Linked DNA regions of Rattus norvegicus: region 1 is linked to region 2. The links are chromatin contacts, called in public Hi-C maps. All regions are on one chromosome and are shown on one strand. Each heading gives the region's core, a stretch centred on a gene start, on an enhancer-like site or on the middle of the called end of the contact. The rest is flanking DNA. Distances are from core to core; before and after follow the strand shown.

Region 1 (3,101 bases), core at 522-3,021, 50 kb before region 2:
CTTTAGGAAAAGTAGTCAGAAACTAGCAAGGATCTAGCTTCAGGTGATCCAATAATCGTGTGTTCACACAGTGGAACTATCAGACACTAAGATGATCTACCATGCATGTAGCACACGGAGAACCTTAAAATGAGGGAAGGAAGTCAGATCAGTGGTCCCAGGGTTGAGAGAACAAGAATGACCCAGTAGAGTATTTGGAAATAATTTCTGTCTTGCCCTGCTAATTGTTAACAGGAATTGTACACACATCAGAATGCATCTAGATACAGCTTCTAAAGAAGCACATTTTCTTGTTCTTAACCTAGATTATTAGTAACAAAATTGATTTTTAAAACACCAAAACAATATAATTTACAATGTAACAAGAAAGCATGGATGAGCCCAGCGAGTCAATGAGGACTTCCCACAGAGGCTGGGACTGCCTAGCCAGAAAGAGACAGAGAAGTAAAGGTACTTTGGACCACCCAGGTGACTAGTTTGTGGGACAGATGCTGAAGGAAGAAATGTAACTGAGAGGTTCAGGGATGGCATGAAGAGAAGATGTGGAGGAGAGTGGAAACCACATAAAAACAGAATGAAGAGTGAGGTAGAGATTGGGAAAAGCCTCTTGTATCCTTCTCGTGGACTCTGTCTCGGACCTCATGTTGCCCAACTGTGACATCTGGATCCTCTACAAGGACATCTGGGCCTCGTGACACAGGTAATACATTACTAATTAGGACTTATAGAGGTGATCCCTGCAGTGACCCAAAGGTGGCTACAAAGGGTCAGAGAACCACGTCAACAATGGGTTGTTACCTCTATTTCCTCCTCTTAAAAATCTGTCTGGGAGACACACATGCTTCAGAAAAAAATGTTTTCCGAGCAGGTTGGAAGAGTCTCACGGCAGCATAGAAGCAAAAAGGCCAGTCAGTGGTCACTGTCAAGGGAATGAACGGGAAGACAACCAGCCAACTTGGTGCCTGCCTACCGGCCTGCATTGTGTCCCAGGTCCCCAGCTCTGTGAGCCTCCACCCATGCTGGGGTGATGCAGCTGTCTTAAGTCATTTCTGTGCCTTTAAGGAACCCCTCACCAATATTCCCGTAAACCACCCAAATAAAACGCATTGGTTCACCAAATCGGACCCATACTTTACTCTGTCATGGGTTCCCTGTCTGGGTAAGCAGAGATGCGTATACTGTCTCCCTAGGAGAAGTCTTGTCAACAACAGAATGACAAATTTGAAAGTTAAGGTAGTGTAAGGTCATGAGCACCTGAATGCTGGAATAAACCAGGAAGCGTTGTCTTACTGAGAGCCAAAGTCATGACAAAAATCCAGTGGACGGTCCTGTCGAGGATCAGGTTCACGGTAAGCAATTCTACCAGAGCTCTGCCTCCAACTCTGCGTGGCTCCTCCCACAGCACCACGTCCAGCTCTCTGCGTGGCTCCTGTGCATTCCTGCAAGATTCCTAGAAGCTCTTTGAGATATTCCCTCTTACCATCCTCCTCTCTACACCCTGAATTATGAATCGGAGGCTGGGGAGGGAGCTGTTTGGAGCGAGCAAGGAGACCACTCTCTGACCCGAGAACCTCACCTCTCCAGTCTATGCTGTTCAGAACTAGCCCAATGCCTCTCAAACAATCCGACTTAAAGGACCTTTAAAAAGCAAACGTAGTGATGGGCAGCGAGTCCCAACAATTAAAACAAGCAATCCTGCAGGGCATTAAAGCATGTGGCTCTTGCCACAGGGTGTGCCTGAACAAAGCCTGACACAGTAGGATGACAACATCACACTCTCCCGGCGCAAGTTTACCAGAACTCGGATCGATGTCCACATCCACACCGCTGTTTCCCCATCAGTGAGAGACAGCCCTCCCTCCTGGAACACAGAATGATCGAACAATGGGATGTGGCCCGTGTACAACCTGCTCGACATATTGGTTGAGTGTTTGTCTTTACTGTCTATTGTAGTGCTAAGTGTGGGCCCCCAAGACCCGGAGTCTGTAGTAGCCCCTAGGACCCTGCCCCCAAGTTAATTCTGATTGGCAAATAAAGATACTGACAACCAATAGCAGGGCAGAAGAGACATAGATGGACATAGAAGAAGAGATCACAAGGAAAGGCAGAGAGAAGCCATCATGGAAGAATATGCGGGAGGAAAAGTGAGGAGCTGGCATGGGCTACGGGGCAAGAGAATGTGGCCCAGAGGGATGCCCGAGCAGCCCAGACGGGACAGAGTAAATAGTAAGATAATCCGGGCTTATCTTTAGGAAGGTAATCCTAACAACATGGAGGCCAGACAGCTGCCCAGCTACTGTGCTGCCTAAGGCTTATTTAGAAGTAAAAAGAATGTGTCTTTCACCCAGGAACATAAATGGTTTGAGGTGGGGAAGAAGCCCCATGCTGGATTTTTATTACTTTTTACCACACATATTTGCAACAAAATTAAGTTCTCTCTCAGTACAATAATACAGGCATCAGCGGAAACCCGCAACTTTCAGCCAGTAGAATCTAGGGAAACCTGGAACCTTGCCACAGAGTATACACAAAGTGCACACTAGGGAGAAAATTCCAAAAGGAGATGGACTTCTGGGAGTGGGGCAGCTAAGACATTAGGCTGGCTGTGCTTAACTCCCAGGCTCAAGCCTGGCAGTACCTCTGGCAAATAGCCCCAAACTGACATGAGTCACCGTGTAGTCTGGCTTCTGAGAAGGCTGTAACTCTCAGTCCCCTTGACTCACCCCTATTCTCTGTAGAGCTTCACCTTGCAGCCACCCAGGGATGCGGGACACAGAGGAGACTGTCACAATCAGCGCCTCTTACCAAGCCACACATCCTACGCTCTACTCTGGTGGCGTTTTAGCTCCTGCTGAGGAGACTTCCTAGGACATCGGGGACCAGATACTCTTGGGAGTGTAGGTCCACAGTTGAGCAGTGTCTGAAACTCAGATACTTCTGAGCCTTGAAGAAGCTGCCATTCCTTCTCTGTGGGGACAGACTCTCTGCTTTACTGGTCACAGAAGGAGGTGGGGGAGGCACTAATTAAGAAAGGGAAACTTCAAACTTCCTGAGTTAACCTTTCAGGTGTATCTGTTGGAAAATAATTGCTGGCCTCATAC
Region 2 (2,896 bases), core at 194-2,693:
GGGGAGAAATGATCACAGGGATGGGTTCTGTGGTTATTCCTGAGAAGGTTGAAAGGAAAAGAGATTGCATTAGGCGGGAAGCCTTGGTTTCCAGTAGAGATGCAGATTTCCTTCTTTAGCTAATTAAGTGGCCCTTCCCCGTGCGAGCAGACATTGTGAGAATCAGCCTTTGTCTGGCAAAGGAAATGGGCTCCCCATGAAAGTGAGCATCTTAAGCCAATGCTTTCCCGGCAGAGACATTACTGGAAGAGGCCACAGTTACACATTCCTCTGGCAGATGGTCTTTGTTATCTGCTCGGTGATGAACAATTAGCTACTCCTCCCCCAGGCTTCCTGAATGCATACTGATGATAGCCACTGGATGGGTTTTGCCTAAAGGTTTTGCCCTCCCTCAAGACTAGCCATTTCTTCATGAGCAGGCATGGGGGTTGGAAAATGGGTTAGAAAGTCGTCTGTGTATAAGGCTAATCCCACACTGGGTACTAAATTCAGTGACATACCTTGGTCACTGATATCTTATTAACTAAGGTGGTAAACTCTTTTCCGAGGCTGGAGTGGACCTCCGAGGGATTCGAACAACCTGGAGGAAACTGGGCACCTGAAGTGGAGCAAAAGGGCCATCTGGAGAGATGGGAGTGGAGGGCTGGGAGCCATCCCTCCACTGGCCTCACGGTTCTCGGTTTTGCTTACTAAAGAGCGCTTAAATTACCATATGACATAAGCACCAGATGAGAGGACAGTGTAGCTTAAGGAACAGGTGGCTTCTCCACTGTGAAAGTGGCATCGCTGCCTCTAACAAGGCTGGGACAATCAAGGGAGAAAGATCAGCATCACAAATAGGACAACGCAGTGGTTCTCCAACTCCAGGGTGTGCCTGTATGGCCTTAAGGGTGAAGGGCTTGGGAAATATAGATTATAGCACTTCAAGCTCCCAAGATCCTGTTTATCAGATGTACGTAGGACCTTAGATTCTCCTGTGTGGGTGCTACTCAGAGTCTGGGGGCAGGGAAGAGGGGGCAGTACACTCAAACTTCGCACGCATGTGAGAAGCACTCAGATTCTCCCTGTGTGAGCATCACTTGGATTGTGTGTGTGAGGAGTACTCAGGTAACTCTGCTGCGTCTGGTTCAGGACCCCCCATTCTTATATCTTGTGCGCAACTCATCAAATTTTATTTGATTTATTGATTGATTTTTTTTACTTACTTTATCTCCTGCTCACTGACCCCTCCTCCAAGTCATAATCCCTCCCACAATCCCTCCCTTTCACCCCTCTCCTTCTCCTCTGAGCGAGTGGGCACCCCATCCCGGGTATCCCCCAACCCTGGGGCTTCAAGTCTCTGCAAAGCTAGGTGCTTCCTCTCACACTGAAGCCAGACAAGGCAGCCCATTTAAGATCCACGGTGTGGCCCCAGTTTCAGAACTCGGTACAATACGCGGGTCTGCCGCCCCCTAGCGTTTCTGTGCAGTGTCACACAGACAAGTAGTGAGGCCCGCTCTCAGGCACCACCCCGAACTGAGCAAGAAGATGTCTTGTTCTCTTCTCACAGGACAGGATAACAAGTATACCCCAGAGGCTTCAATTCAGGCAGGATAATGACACAAATGAGCCTCTGGGGCTCACATATTTTATTCTACTCTCCTTTCACCTCGCTTCCTCTCTGGCATGTAAGAGCTGAGGGGTAGACATTAAACGACTGTTCAATGCTAGCCAGCCCTGTCTATCACGTTCTTTTCAAGTATAATCCGTCAGGTTTTCAAAATCTGAATTACTCTAAAACCTCACTTGTTCAGCAGCAATATAATGCTGTGCATGGAAAATTCCATACCATAAAACTCTGTTTTGATGCACAGAATTAATTAAAATACTGTGATAGTCGACCTGGTGGCATTCATGAGTGACTACAGCATGGAAAAGCTACAATAGGTTCTCTGATTAGAAGCCAGCTCATAGCCACTGGACCACATAGACGTTCTAAGTATAGCCAAAAACCCTGTCTCCAAAAATTAATTAATTAAATATTACATCAAACGGTTTTTGGGTTTTGTGTAATATATGAATAAAATATATGAAGCCTAAACTGATTTCAAGTTTAAACTTATGCCTATCCCCAAGATCTTACTATGCTGGTGAAAATATACGAATTCTTGAAAAAAAAATCCAGATTTTGAAGGTTTCTGTTAAGCTCTCAAGCAGGTAGTGGTCAGCCTGTACACAGGGCATCTGGATACAGCTTCAATGACCAACAGCCAGGGCACTCTGCACAGGCTATGCCAATGCTCAGCGCTCTGGTCGAAACCCCAGAAAAACAGTGGTTCTCACCCTTCCTGAAGCTGCCACCCTTTAATGCAGTTACTCAGGTTGTTATTTTATGTCAGCCACAAAGTTAGTGAGTTGCTACTTTATAACTATAATTTGCTACTGTTAAGAATTGTATTGGAAAGACCTGACACCTAGGATAGGTGACATCCTTCCCCCACCAAAAGGGGTCATGACCTACAAGTTGAGAACCACTGCAGTAAGCTCTCCCTGCTTCTGGCAAGAGCGTCCTGACCAGCTCGCGGTGCTCAAACCTTCCATTTCCCGGGACCCCTTGGTGTTGCTCCCTCTAGTGGTGAGTTTTAGCCTTGCACCCTTCAAATGCCTACTTTAATCCCTTTCCTGCCCAAGAATTCTCCTTCTCTTAGAACTTCCTGCTGTATATTTCTTAAAGTATCTTGTCCGTGTTTTAGTAACATTTAGAATAGTTGGCATACATTTTGTTTTTCTTCTTTTTCCTTCATGCCAAAGACGTTCGAGGGTTTCTAGGTGGTCCTGAATTTTCTACCATGTTGCTTCTAGAACCAGGCAAGTCAGGTACCTCAGTGTTGAGTATTTACCTTTGACCCGGAGTTCA

Evidence for each region. Hi-C and Micro-C count contacts between places; a contact is called where the count stands out from the background.
Region 1: a contact with region 2 is called in a Hi-C map of the A7r5 cell line, with 5 times the contacts expected there. The contact joins two enhancer-like sites. A contact is called at or near these places in 5 of 12 Hi-C or Micro-C datasets (the A7r5 cell line, kidney, liver and 1 more).

The regions. Positions count from the first base shown.
Region 1 is chr9:49,960,336-49,963,436 of GRCr8, reverse strand. LOC120094675 (a long non-coding RNA gene) reads left to right here. Exons shown (of 3, transcript XR_005489115.2): 3 at 869-1,097. Among named protein-coding and RNA genes, the nearest start is that of H3f3al3, 29 kb to the left of the region's middle. Within about 2 kb of position 1,771, at least 14 of the 93 cell types and tissues checked have an H3K27ac peak or open chromatin away from gene starts, as enhancers often do. A contact at or near this core is called in the A7r5 cell line and liver, where this site is marked.
Region 2 is chr9:49,910,293-49,913,188 of GRCr8, reverse strand. It overlaps Il1r2 (interleukin 1 receptor type 2), which reads right to left. Exons shown (of 9, transcript NM_053953.2): 5 at 2,880-2,896; 6 at 1-39. Among named protein-coding and RNA genes, the nearest start is that of Il1r2, 32 kb to the right of the region's middle. Within about 2 kb of position 1,443, at least 15 of the 93 cell types and tissues checked have an H3K27ac peak or open chromatin away from gene starts, as enhancers often do. A contact at or near this core is called in the A7r5 cell line and liver, where this site is marked.